Linked DNA regions of Mus musculus: region 1 is linked to region 2. A link is a contact called in public Hi-C data. All regions are on one chromosome and are shown on one strand. The core of a region is the stretch at or near the end of the contact, and the rest is flanking DNA. Distances in the headings are between cores, read along the strand shown.

Region 1 (6,767 bases), core at 2,745-5,244, 110 kb before region 2:
GGCGGGGTGGGGGGCAGGGGGGTCTAGCCTAGTCTACTTTCCTCCTGTCCCTGAGGACAAGCTTGGAGACCCCCCCACAGACCCTGGGGCATCTAAGCAGCATAAGGCATGACCTGGCCAGCTAGGGAGGTTAGGCAGGTGTCCTGAGCTGGCTGAGGAACCTGATGTCCCTGACTCCTGCAGAGCCAGAGGATCAGGAAAGGCCTCAGCACTGACTGCAGTGACCCAACCTACCAGGCATGGTGTAGCCAAGGCCACAGGCATTAGCAGGTGAGGGCCTTCAGCAGGGCATCCTGGCTGGGCGAGGGAACAAGGGACTCCCCGGGGACGCTCTCTCCAGACTAGTCCAGGACCCTAGCTCTGCTGCCCAGGGTCATTAAGTTACAACACTGGCAAGTGAAGCACCTAGAAAGTAGCTGCTAGGGAGTCCGATCTCTACAGTCTATTCCCACCATCCCTACAGCTGCCTCTAAGGCTTCTCTGGTCCAGGCCTCCCGGCGTCGGCACCTGTGTTACCTCTCTTTTCAGCACGCAAGGGCTCAGTTTCCATGTTCCCCATGAAAACAGTCCGTTCACTTGACTAAGCCCACTCTCTTTATTCAGGATAATTATGCTTGTAAGATCAGTTTAAGCAGACTCTTTGAGACCAGCATTACCTTAGAGAGAGTCTAGGTCCTGACTCACGCTAAGGGAACATTTATTTATTCCTTCCTCTGGGGTATGCCATTGAGGCCTGGTGTGGACCACAGTAACATGTCTGCAGCAACAGAAACCACACACACACACACACACACACACACACACACACACACGCCCACTCGGCCACACCACGCCCACGCCATGCCCATGTCTTGGATGGGGAAGGAGGTCCAGAAAACTCACAGACATTTACAAAGCCTTGGATACCTATGTCTCAGCTCATGCCATATACGAAAATCTGGTCCTCCAAGTTGAGCTGGACCCTGCTTTCTGCCTGGGACACACAGGACCATACGGTTGGGAAGACCTGAGTCATGGAATGGGCATGCACATCCTTTCCTGCAAAGGTGTCTTGTGGACAGAGTGTAGAGACTAAAAGTCCTTAAGCTGCAGAAAGCATGAAAACTCAGGGGTCTCTGGGGTCTGCTGGACACGGGGCTGATGAGCAGGCTCATAGCCATGGTGAAGGCTACAACTCTAGCATCATCCTGTGAACTCCAGCCATGTCCATGAAGCCTGATCCCCACTCTTCTCAGTCAGGAGTGGGAGCTGATGGCCCTCAAGAGAGGCCCAGCTTCAGGCCCCATTGTCAGAGATGATGCCCCTTGAACCCAGCAGGACCACAGAGACCGAACCTCTGCAGAAGATACGGTTACACTGGAACCCTCGGTCAATTCCAGAGCAAGGCTGCCCTGGGCCCTACCTCCACCCCCACGGCTGCCCCAGAATTGCTGGAGTCGAGGAAAGGGTGGACTTCTTGCTTTGCACCTGCCTTTTATCAGCAGCCACAGGACCGTTGGAGACCCTGAGGACATGGATGGACCTCAGGATGGAGCTTGGCATAAGGGAGTCTACATCCTCCTTGTGGGCAGAGCTGGGACAGTCTAGAGGGCAGCCCACAGGACGGGCACTGGAAAGACATTGGGGTGAAGCCAAGAATCAAAGGAGCCACACAGCACACCATGCGGTTCTGTACAGCTGCAAGGAGTGGGTTGGAAATCAAGCTGTAAGCTTCCTGGTAGCACAGACCGGGGAAGCAACCTGACTTTATGATGGCAACAAATGCTTTCACCCTACTTGCCAGGAGCAGCCAGGGCAACCCTGGAGGCTGCGGGATCTTGGCTTGGTGTTTTTTTGGTTGGGGGTTTGAAATGGACAGGGAGGAAAAAGACCCTTCTTACCATGGAAACAAAATAAAAATCTAAGGACAGGGCAGCCACTAGAGATTGTTTTGTTCCCCCAGGGTCACAGAGCAGCCTGGGAGAGGGGAGAAAGAGGGAGGAGTGATTCACAGATGTTTCTGGAAGTTTTTCCCCCTTTCCTTCAGGCCCTCACCAGGGCAGTACTGCCTGACAGCTATAGGTGCAGGTCTCCCAGATGGTCCTGCCTCTGCTCTGCCCAAAACCCTCCACCAAATAATGTCTGGGGCTCTATGTCCCTATTCTGAGCCCCCTCTAAATATAAAGAGTGGCCCCACCTGGTGGTCATGTCACCCTCCACTGACCTTACCCCTCAGTGCAAGGGCTGCCTGGCCACCCTGCTAGATCCAGGTTCCAAGTGGCTCTGCACAAGTTCTGGGTCACTTTGCCCATAAAGTCCACTCACCCCGTCTGTGGATGGATTAACTGTCTAATGACCAACTGACCACAACTCAAGCTCTCCAAGCTCAACTGACAGAAAGTGAGGGTGGCTGGCTCAAAGCCCAACTGGCTCACCTCCCAAGGCTGTGGGGAAAGCTAGAGAAGCCTAGAGAAGCTTAGTGAGAGACTCTACAGCCTGCTCTCGAGTGTTATGAATATCAAACAAACAACAAAAACCAAGTGTCTAATTTGTCTGATGGCAAAAACTAAGCGTGGAGGACCAGTCTCCTTGAGCTTTTTGCAATGTAGCCTGGAACCCACTGAGCTCATCTGAGGGGCGAGGGGGTCATGAGAGGGGTGAGGGGACATGACATTGATCGCACCTGAATTTGACCCTAGTCTTCTTTGCTGCATCTCAAACTTAATCGTGAAGTGCTTAATCATGAATCACACTGTCTATGATAAAGAGGGCAACATGGACTGATACCTGGATAAAATAGAACCAGCAAGGGCCCATTATGGAACAGAACTATTATCTATAGTCTTGTCACCTTCCATCTGGACCAAAGCATCTGAATGTTCTTATAGAGATATCTTGGACAGATAGGGTAAGTACCCATACCCCACATGTGCCAGAGTCAGCCATGGGGCCACTGAACTGAAGGCTTACTCTTGTCAAAATCTATGACATATACACATGTAGAACACCTGCCTCCCGAGGGCATTTGAGGGAAAATGGTGGCAGAGACCCAGAACACAGAGCAGCCCTAGTTAGAATGCCCAGCCTCCTGGAATTCCACCTTCAAAACTGGGTCCCACATGTGCCATCCCAGAGGCCTGTAACAATCAGGAACTGTCCCAGAGACAGAGACCTGGCTTCTGGGTGGTCGGGACACTGGTCTGCGTGAGTCACTTGGCCTGTGAGGGAGCCATGATGGCTCCCCACGCCCACATGTCATGGTCCCAGCCCAAAATGTTTTCTACACTCCTTTATATTCCCAACCATTCTAGGAAACTTTTATAACCTTGTAAAAGAAGAATTAAGAATTGGAAAGAGAAGCCAGGCAGACAAGCCGGGGGAGGGTAGGAAGGGGACAAGCCGCTCAAAGACAGAACCATGGAAGGCCAGCAGCCAGCTCAGGGTGGGCCTGGCTCCTTCTTGTGCTCTGAGCCTTGGCTCCCTTGGGCTTGGCTCAGGGAAACACTCAATCAACTTCACACTCAAAAGATACAGTCTGGTCTGAAGAAAGGTGTCCTGGTGTTCACCAGAGCGCTGCCGCTGTGGTCTCCCGGAGTGACCTCCTGGGAACTGCAGGCTGTCAGCCTTCGCGGGTTCTCTCTCAAGGAGTTCCTGTCCATGCTCTTGTCCAGTGGCCGTGCTCATACTGCTTGGGTAGAGAAAGCACGTGTGTTTCTGCAACCATCACAGGCTGATGATGGTTTTCTTGATTTTTGCATGGTTCAGTGGGTTTGGGGAGAAGATGGCAGCCTGTGGACCCAGCCTCCATTTTAAAGGAATGGCCTTCTCCTTCCCCTTGATAAGGATGCTTCTCTTTCTCTTTCTGAATGTGAGCTCTCCAGAGTCTCGGTTTAGGTACCTCCTTAATCCTTTGAGAAAGTAAGAATACAGACATCCAACAAAGGTGGGTGGAGCTCCGTGAGGTGGGTGGAGCTCCGTGAGGTGGGTGAAGCTCTGTGAGGTGGGTGGAGCTCTGTGGGTGGGTGGAGCTTGACACGGTCTGCATAGCAAGTTCCATGCCACTCAGGGCTATATCCACTGCTCTTGGGGAGATCTGAATTTTCAAGAGAGGAGGAGTCAGGGGTCTCTGCAGCCCCTGCACCCTATAAACGATTCAAGGAGGTAAAGGCAGCACCACAGTTTCAGGCTGTTTGTTCACTGCCCCTGTTGCTTCTAACTAGAAAGAGTTAGGGAAGGAACTTTTCGTCCAGCTTCAGGGTAAGAATACCGTTGTTTGAAAAACCGAAGAGCGGTTAATAGAGGTCTGAGGGTTGAACACATCATCCAAGGCTCTCACTTAGCTGCTGTGGTGAGGCTGTGTGTAGAATGTCGTTTTGCTTGTTTAAGAGTGTCTACTAAGCTGGGCGTGGTGGCACATGCCTTTAATCCCAGCACTAGAGAGGCAGAGACAGGTGGATTTCTGAGTTCGAGGCCAGCCTGGTCTACAAAGTGAGTTCCAGGACAGAGACAGGTGGATTTCTCAGTTCAAGGCCAGCCTGGTCTACAAAGTGAGTTTCAGGACAGCCAGGGCTACACAGAGAAACTCTGTCTGGAAAACAGAACAAAAAAAAACAAAAACAACAACTAAAAAAGAGTGTCTACTAGCGTTTCAATAAGAAACAGCATATTGCTTCGCATCAAGGAAAAACAAAGTTTACTTATTCAAACAGGAAGACCTGCAAAGAAAAGGTGCTGGCTTGGACTAGTCCAACAGCCCCACCCTCAGCCCCACCCCCAACCTCCACCCACCCTGATGTGATATCTGTGCTGGTGGTGATTCTCAGGATTCCATTCCTCCGGAATATTCCTTGCAGTTTCTCACTAGGATGCCTGGTACGGTCCTTACCCTCAAGACAGTTCCAGCCTAAGAGGATACAATCAGGTTCCTGCCAGGCTGGTACATCGATGTCTACAGGGACCAAAGCCCCCCAGGCCATACATAGCATCCTACTTGGCACAGAAGGACTGGAGGTCCCCTGACCAAGCCACCGTCCTTTACAGACACACTGTGTGAGAGGCTGGATCTGGGAGGGTGTTCACAACACAAGGGAGAGCACCACTGGGCTCTGTACCCCAGCCTGCATCTCCTTGCTCCTTATGCGTCCTCAGTCCTCTGGACCCTCTGCTTGGGAGGTCTCCTTCCCCCAAAGGGATATTGTGGCCCAGCTTGGCAGGGAGCTGGAAAGCCAATGCTGAAGAGAACTGACCCTACCTTGAACTTTGCTGGCAAGGAAGTATAGTCCATAAGGGAGTCTGGGCTTCCTCACTCTCTTGGGCGGTAAATCAACCTGGGAACTGGACAGGGCGGGCCTGCCAGGGCTCTGGCAGAGGAGGTCTGCTTAGAGGAGCAGGAGGGATGTGAGCAGAATATGTGCATGTGTGTGTGGGGTGTGTGTGTGTGTGTGTGTGTGTGTACAGGTATATATGTGTATCTGTGGGTGGTAAATCATGTGTGTGTGCCTATCTATGACACAGAAGTATGTATATGTATGTGTATGTGTATGTGTATATGTATATGATGTTGTATATGTATATGATGTTGTATATGTATATGATGTATATGTATATGTATATGTATATGTATATGTATATGTATATGTATATGTATATGTATATGTATATGTATATGTATATGTATATGTATATGTATATGTATATGTGGGTGGTGTATCTTGTGTTTTCGAGTGTGTGTGTGTGTGTGTGTGTGTGTGTCCACAGGATACACATATGTATCTGTATCCATGGATATTGCATCTTGTGTTCTCTTGCAGAAACTGATTTGTTTGCTTTAAGATTCTTGCAGCTTGGGATGGGGGGTGGAGGTAGGGTGAATAACCTGAAAAAGACAAGATTTTCCCATACCTTCCCTGAGAGAGGGACTCCCTGAGAGAGGGCCTCGCCGAGTCCTCCACCCACACAAAAACTATGGACACCTCCTTCCTGCCCAAAGTGTCCTCTGTCCTGAAGAGGTGAATCACTGACACTCAGCCCTCTAATGCAAACTGACCCCTCCCTGAGGACACCCCCATCAGGAGACCTTGCCAAGGGACTGAGAGGTCTGCTAGAAAATTAACACTGAGGTATGGCGCCCCCTTGTGGTCCCTGCCATGGATCCCGTGGATTATGGGGTCAGGGCCGCAGGATGACACAGCTCCACAGACAGCAAGCTTCCCACCATGGGTCAAGAGTTTAATCAGCAAAGTGTGATGAAAAGTCAGCTCTGGATTGTCCAAAAGGTCCTGAGTGATCTAAGCAGGCCGCATGGCTAGTGTGTCTGGAAGCCAGGGGCCACAAAAGGTCCTAATAGGACAAGAAAGATCTGCCCCCTCCCCCGACCCCTCCCCCGACTTCAGTATTTCAGGGGTTTGCTAGGAGAGGACAAGGGACCACGGGCTCAGACTTGTCAGAACTCTACCCCACCATTTCCTCTGACCTTCAGAGGTGGCCTCACTGCCCAGGGTTGCTTTGTATCTTCACTCTCAAATTCACCCCAATTTTGCCTGCACGTGTCAAAAACACAGGATGCATCACCCACTTGTGTATGTGCAGGAGTCATCTTCAGGTGTCTCCCTGGGGGCGGAGGGGGTGTCACTGGAAGCTAGGCTGGCTGGCCAGTGAACACGGGATCTCTGCTTCTCTCTGCCTCCGGTTCTAAGGTTACAAATGCCTTTGCATTATCTCTAAGATGGAACTCCCATGCATTCTTCATGCTTGTAAGGCAAGCACTTTACCAGTTAAACCATCTACCA
Region 2 (7,284 bases), core at 3,108-5,607:
CACTGCTGGTAGAGAGCTTTGCGGTCCCTTTGCTTTCTGTAGCACACTCTGCCTTCCCAAGAAAAGACGCAGGCACACACCGACTTTCACAAGGCTCTCAAAGACACCAGGGAGAATGGAGGGATGCAGACACTGACCTGAAAAGTGCCCCACAAGTGCAGCCTTTAAACTTGGCTTATTTTAAGTCTGTATTTAAACTCCAGTTATGAGTTATAGCACCCTGTGCACAAAACGTGGACCTCATGATTTCTTTGCCAGGCAAAATTAGCCCTGCATCTGTGCCTTCTCCTCAGGACACAGTGAGTGAGGCCGGTGGAAACTCATTGGAAACTCAATGCTTCCAAGCTTACAACCTGCTTGAAAGAGAGGCATTTTCAGACAACCTCAGTAAAGGACGCTTCAAATGACTTCAGAAAGCCACTCTAGCCTCTCCAGTCGCCACACAAGCCAGATGGGAGGCAGGAAAACATCGCTGATTTTTAGGAGGGTGGCTCCCACCGACAACTGTAGGGAGTTCCGTAAGACCATCTCATTTGTACCTCACATAGCGCAACTGTTCAGTTTGATCTTCTCAACAAACAAAAGCTCCGCCGGGATTGTGCTTTTCAGTTCCTCCCTGAGCAAGTTTTATTTTGAGACTAGCTAACACCCCGGATGCAGCAAACACCTCCATGATGCAAGCTTCCAGGGGAGAGGAGAGGCTGACATGGGTTGAAAGGTGAGGGAGACACATACTCTGTCCACAGGAACCAAACGTGCTCAGAAGGAAAGGAAAAAGGAAAGGAAAGGAAAAAGGAAAGGAAAGGAAAGGAAAGGAAAGGAAAGGAAAGGAAAGGAAAGGAAAGGAAAGGAAAAAGGAAAGGAAAGGAAAAAGGAAAGGAAAGGAAAGGAAAGGAAAGGAAAAAGGAAAGGAAAGGAAAAAGGAAAGGAAAGGAAAGGAAAGGAAAGGAAAGGAAAGGAAAGGAAAGGAAAGGAAAGGAAAGGAAAGGAAAGGAAAGGAAAGTCCGGTCGTTGGAGATTAAAACCTGTTGAAAAGCCTTGCAGAGTCAGCAGAACGAGAGACGAGGCTGCCTTAAACCATGACCAAGACGGCAGAATAAATAGTGGATGAGAAATGACTGCCTTTCTCTGTTCCGGACCAGGTGACAGCGACCCTGCTCAGAGGGCTCCTACGTCTCACAAACACACTGGACCCCTTCTGAGGCTTCTTTCAGTTATTTGAGTCCTGCTGACTGGGAAGACCCCTGATACTTAGTCTAATTGAGTTTTAGAACACCCAGCCAAGGAAGAACTTTACTATAAGCTGGACTTCATGGGCCAGGCCCTGTTTCTCTCCACCGTCAAGGACGATTTAAGCTTTGTGTCGTTAGTAAAAATATGTCACAATAGACATTAAAAGTATATACAGTTCATGAAATGTCTAGGTTCCTTTCCCTCCAGGGCTGTAATTAATGTTCCTTGGAAATGTTACAGAGAAATAACCAATTACAATTAGCAACATTTCTAGAAGATTAAAGTAATTACAATTGCATTTATGCTCCTTAAGAAGGATGGGTTAAGAATAAGAACATAAAGGTGCTAGTTAGCACAACCCAAACAAATCAGACCAAGGCAGGTCCAACATCAGTGAGTGCATCAAACAGGGACACATTGCCTTGGAAAGAGTCCTCTGTGTGGCCAGACACCAGCTAAGCCCACTAGCCTTTGTATTTGATTATTTGAAAGTAAACAGGCCTGCATCTTGCTTTCCAACCCAATGTGTTATCTGATAGTTTAATGCCTTTTTGTCCAAATAAGCTCTTAACATTTTTCATTTGTTTATTACAGATATTGCATTTTTGGATTTTAAAACATATTTGATTGCAAACTGTGATTGAATCAAAGTTGTTGAAGAGAGCAATTATCTTAAAATGAATTTTAAATGCCCCCACTAAATTCTTGCATCAGGGTAGGATCTCCTAGTGTTGGCTTTCAATAATTTTCGGAAGGACTATCTTAACGATAGTTCTGTTGACATTTCCCTTAAACAAATTCTATGTGTGTGTATAAAAAAGATGGTGCATTTCATCTGTCTCGGCTCCCTCAGACGTGTTGTAAACCATGGCGGTAAGAGGGGTGAGTGGAACTTAACTAATGGACACTCATAATTTAGGCAGCAAAAAAACAGAATTAATGTATTATCCCTCTGAAGCTTCGAGTACTTTGCCAACCCAAACTTTCTTTCCTAGAGAAATACGTGATTGAGACAATTCCCATCTGTTTTTGACAAACACAGGGGAAGATTCCCACAAGTGACTCTGTTAAAAGCTCTTCTTAAAAACTATAAAATAGTCGTATCCCAGAGGTTATTTCATGAAAACATTTTTTTGATGATAGAAATAAAGGATTTTAAAAAAAAGAAAGAAAGAGGGTAAGAAAGGAAAGGAAGAAAGAAAACAAACCCACTGTATGAGACCAACATTTTGTGGCCACAGCAGCAACTTTCAAGATATTATAAAATTATAAAAGTGTAAATAGATGTTTGGGACAATGGATAATCATGTTAATCTTGATTAATCCAAATTCTTTCTGTGTTAAGCGGAGACTTTCATTTAAAAAAAAACACACAAGATGCATGAAAAACGAAGGAAAATTAAGTGGGAAGAATTTTCTATACCACGCTCCCCTCGAAGATCTAAGCAAGGCCTCAGGGAAGCAGAGCCTGCAGGATACTGCCCCTGGGGCTGCCTGGGGATTTGGGATGTGTCTGCTAAGCAGCGGGTGCAGGACATGATAAACGCTCTCTGAAACACCAATCCGGTGCTCAGCTGTGCTGAGCTGCCTTCTTCCCAGGCAAGGCCCTGCTCACACTGCTTCTTCATCCACACCCACCGCACACTCAGACCTGTTACCCAGCCTGAATCCCTTGCCTCTGTGTCTTTCCAAGTTCAAGGATGGTGGTACTTAAGCACACAACTCTAAATACGATCCACCTGCTTGCAGGCAGCCAGAGACTCCAAGCCGCTACATCCACCCAGGCCTGGGCGCTTGAGGGTTCCATACTTTTGGGGCGACAAGGGTCTACTGCATTCTTGGCGCCCAGAGATTTGCTCCTCTGTGAACCTGGAGCCCCAGCGCTGAACAGAAACCTCTCTGCCGCGCCAGGGGCCAGCATCATCTTACGTACTGAGCCGGCTAGGGCTTGAACGCCCTAGCATCCAAGGCGCGGGCCGGAACTGCGGATCAGAAAGAGCGGATTGTCTGTACCACGCGTGGGCTCCTCAGCTCCATAGAATGAGCGCGAGGCAACAGGTCGGCCACAACCCAGCGGGCATCGCATCTCCTGGCCTCCGCTGGCCTAAGGAAGACGTTTTGACAACCGCTCCCCACAGAGTCACCCACAGATACCCATCCACCAAAAATGAAAAGTGACCATTTGTCCAATAAGTGTATTTGGACCCTGATGGGGAACCACAGGCGGGTGGATTCCGAACGGATACCCTTGGCAAAAGACCTTGGGCGTGCCCCCGGGGTAGGAGAGTTTTCTCAGGTCGCGCCAACCCTTGCAGGGTGAGGAAGCTCACCCCATCCCTGTGCGGTTGCCTGAGGTACCTTCACGAGGAGAGATACACTGGCCCGTCCGCCCACCCACCCGTGCGTCGTGGATGCCCACCACACGCAGCACCTACCCTGGCTTGCGGCTCCGGAGGTGGATGGCACGGCGCGGCGCTAGTGGGAGGCGGACATGGACCACGCGCCCTCCATGCGCCACACGGAGAAGGCGTAGCTGAGACGCTCGTGAGCCACGTAGCTGCAGCTGGTCATCTTATTGTCCATCTCGTCGCTCTGGAGAACCTGGTAGAGGAAGTCTATGTACCTGGCGGCCAGCTTGAGCGTCTGGATCTTGCTGAGCTTGTCAGAGGGGAGCGTGGGGATGATCTTGCGCAGCGCGGCGAAGGCCTCGTTGAGCGACTGGGTGCGCTGGCGCTCGCGCACGTTGGCCAGGATGCGCTGGCTCTGCAGCTCCTCGAAAGACTGCGCGCTCGGGCTGCCCTTCTTGCCGCGCTTACCCGGGGTCGGGCTGCCATCTTCGCTCGATTTCTTGCTGTAGCGCCGCTTCCGGCCGAAGCGCTTGGGCTGCCTCTCCAGCTCTTCCTCACTGGTGCCCAGACTGTCCACGGGGGACACCGGCGAGCTGGAGCCCTCCTCCATGGCGCCCGCCCGGCGCGCGTGGGGCTGGGGGGCGCCGAGCGCACGCCACTGGCCAAGCCCGCGGCCGCCGAGCACAGGCTCCCGGGTCGCTCTCAAAGGCTCTGATTTCGAGGCCGGCTTGTGCAAAACCGAGGTCTCCGGGAGAGGAAGTTATTCTAACTTTTTTGGAAACTCTATCCCGGCTGGGTTGCTAAATAGCTGTCAGGAGCGAGGGCGGCGCGCTGATTGGCCACCGTGGCCAGGGGCAGGACAAATTCTGGGGCCTTCGCCGGCCGCCCCCGCCCCCCCCCCCCCCCCCGGGCGGCACTTTCAGTTTTGTCTCCGCTTTTTTCGGCCCTGACTGTGGCCCGCATCTCGGAGGCCAGATCCGCGCGCTCAGCCTGCGCTCCTACCCCAGGCGCGGGCCGCTAATCAGCGGTGCTGACCTCTAAGTTCAACGGTGCCTGCCTTTGTCTGAGTCTCCTGGAGCAGATTTGGCCCTGCCAGGGTTCAGGGTCTCTGCGAGGGGTGGAGGAGGCAAGTCCAAGCCCAGATGTGCTCCGTGGACCAAGGACGCAGCTGGGAGCCTCTTGGGGCGCGCACTGAGACCTCCGGCGTCTGCAACGCGATCCTGCCCGCAGTGAGTGGAGCTGTGCAGGCAGAGTGCCACGACCCGGGGCAGGGCAGATACTCGCCTGTTGGCAGAGATGTCCACCCCCACGATCTCGCCTCTAGGATCTATAGAGACGCCGCCCGGCTCGGGCCAGTATGCAAGTTGGAGATCCTTTTTCAATCCCGATTTTCTGGGCTACTTCAGCCTGGACACGTTTTCAGAACCTGCCCCCTAAATGCTTTATAGCTTAGGCATCACAGCGAGCCTCTGCGGGAGCGCCCATGTGCCCGCCATGCCTGCCTACCTGACCTTGCCCTGAGTGTTGGATCCCGGTTTGGGGTTCAGCCTCAGCCTCTGTACTGTGCTTCACTTGCAGGCGGGTGGTGGGCCCAGAACACTGAGACTAGGGAGAGGCTGAACCTGTCTGAAGTCCCCTGCCCTGGGCACTGATGGGCAGGGCAGGAGGGCTCAGGATTGCAGAACATTGGGCCAGGCCTTGGTGAACAGACATCACGGATCCCGGCCCTTTGCCATCTGGACTCTGAGCGCCGAGCGCCAGCCAGCGCGTTTGAAGTGCTTGGGGTCTCTTTGTTCGCCAGGCCGCTCTAGCTGGGGCCTGGAGGTGGTTTACAGCTTCCTTGCCTTTGAACCTATTCCCAGGTGACCCGGGCTCAACTAGGCCAGGCTTGAGCATGGCTGTCAGAGAAGCCCTGTGATCAAGGGCTAACTAGGTCTTATTGAAGTTGAACCTGAGGCCAGAGACTGCTACAGCCTCAGCCACTCCTGGGGGCAGTGGGGAGGGCCCCCGATGTGGGGCCCTCGGGTTGAGACCACTGTCTAAGGAGCTGGAAGAGCTGTGTATGCCACTTCTTGCCCCCTCACCAAAGGCCTGGGCTCTCCACCTTTGGGGACATGCAACACGCACCACTGGAACAATGCTCTGTGGAGAGCAGGCCCACTCACAGAGGACTGTCACAGCTCTGTGGCTCCTTAAACATTCTCAGGCTTCAGAAGGGTAGTTAAAGGTCTCCTTCAGCCACAGTGCCCATTGCCAGGCTGACTTGCCTTCTGGGAAGGCCACATTTTATCCAATGTCCCTTTCCTTCATCTTTTAAAAATTCAAAGTTCCTTTAAGGACCAAAAAACCGCATCCAGATCCCAGCTTCCTGCCTGCATGAGACGGCCTTTCCTGGGACTTCCGGGTGGAAGGCATAGGGTGCAGGCATGCTGGGTCACGTTTGGGTGTATCACTCAAACGGGTGAGGCATCTCCTGACCTGGATCCCCTTTAAAGTCCGGCTTAAATAAATAAATCAGGTGATACTGTCCTCCCTCTGTAACCAAAGGGTGTTTTCCCAACAGAAGCCTTCTGGTGCCCAGCCCAGCAGCCACCCCCTCCCCTGTGTCTGTGTTTCTCTTTCTCACTGTCTTCTCCTCTCCCCTCCTCCCTTCCTCCACCAGGCAGAGGTCATAGTTGAGAGGGAAAGGAAAACAGCCCAGCCAAGAAGCCTGGTAGGTCTCAAGCTGCCTGCCCGGGCTCAGTTCAGCCAGAGGATGGGGGTGGGGACATTGCATGGAACATAGAGCTGCCACTCAGAATGGGGGCTCCCCTTTACATAGGACAGTAGTTCTCAGCCTTCCTAATGCTTCGACCCTTTAATACAGATTCTCATGGGTGGTGACTCCCCGAACCAACCATACAACTATTTCATTGTTACTTAGCAACTGTAGTTTTGCTACTGTTATGGATAGTATTATAAATATCTGATATTTATATCAGACATGCATAAATATCCATATTCAGGATAACTGATATGTGGGCTCCCCAAAGGGGTCAAGACCCACAAGTTGAGAACCACCGACCTGGGAGCAAGCATTAAAGATTTCCCCTGGGGCCAGTTGTAAATTCCCAGCCAGCAACTCACTTAGGTTTTTGCTCTTCTTCTATGTTGATCTTTTCTATTTTAAACACTTTTAACAAATCAGAAGTGTAAAGAGCCTGAGGAAAAAACTCTTGCTGGTGGAATTTGGAAACCTCTCTCTTGCCTTAGTTGAAACTTAAAAAGAAGGCACAGACACACACCAGAGCCTCCCCTATGTTAGGACCGGGATGGCGGGAAGGTGGTGAGCAGCCTTCTCTATTCAGTTTTGAAATGAAGCACTGATGAAAAATGAGCCAGTTTGGGAAATAATACTCTGCTTATTGATATCACCTGATTTTTTTTTCTTTTAAAAACCAAGTCATTAATAAGGCTAATAAAACCGAAGTATTAATAACACAGGAACAAAATGTGTTTGTGTGTGGGTATCCACCAGACCACCCAGGCTCACTCAGACGTGTGTGTGAAATATCATGCAATAAGGGTCCATGGGCACACATGCAGTTCTTGGTATATTTATTCATTATCGATGTGGAAAAATCATGTCAACGCTTCTTTTCGTATATGTAAAAATGTGTACTTTGTTTCACAGGACTTCAATTTATTAAATAAAAAAATATGA

Evidence for each region. Hi-C and Micro-C count contacts between places; a contact is called where the count stands out from the background.
Region 1: a contact with region 2 is called in a Hi-C map of uterus, with 4 times the contacts expected there. The contact joins the enhancer-like site here to the promoter of Twist2 in region 2. A contact is called at or near these places in 6 of 39 promoter capture datasets (the 3T3-L1 cell line, 3T3-L1-derived adipocytes, embryonic stem cells and 1 more), 6 of 484 Hi-C or Micro-C datasets (the 3T3-L1 cell line, cortical neurons and uterus), 2 of 115 datasets of contacts at active chromatin or transcription factors (fibro-adipogenic progenitors and pancreatic cancer cells) and 1 of 9 other capture datasets (pancreatic islet).

What each region holds. Positions count from the first base shown.
Region 1 is chr1:91,913,363-91,920,129 of GRCm38.p6, reverse strand. No RefSeq gene overlaps it. Among named protein-coding and RNA genes, the nearest start is that of Gm46242, 37 kb to the right of the region's middle. Within about 2 kb of position 3,994, at least 8 of the 459 cell types and tissues checked have an H3K27ac peak or open chromatin away from gene starts, as enhancers often do. A contact at or near this core is called in uterus, where this site is marked.
Region 2 is chr1:91,798,534-91,805,817 of GRCm38.p6, reverse strand. It overlaps Twist2 (twist basic helix-loop-helix transcription factor 2), which reads right to left and starts at 4,357. Exons shown (of 2, transcript NM_007855.3): 1 at 3,669-4,357. The coding sequence starts at 4,191. The coding sequence ends at 3,709.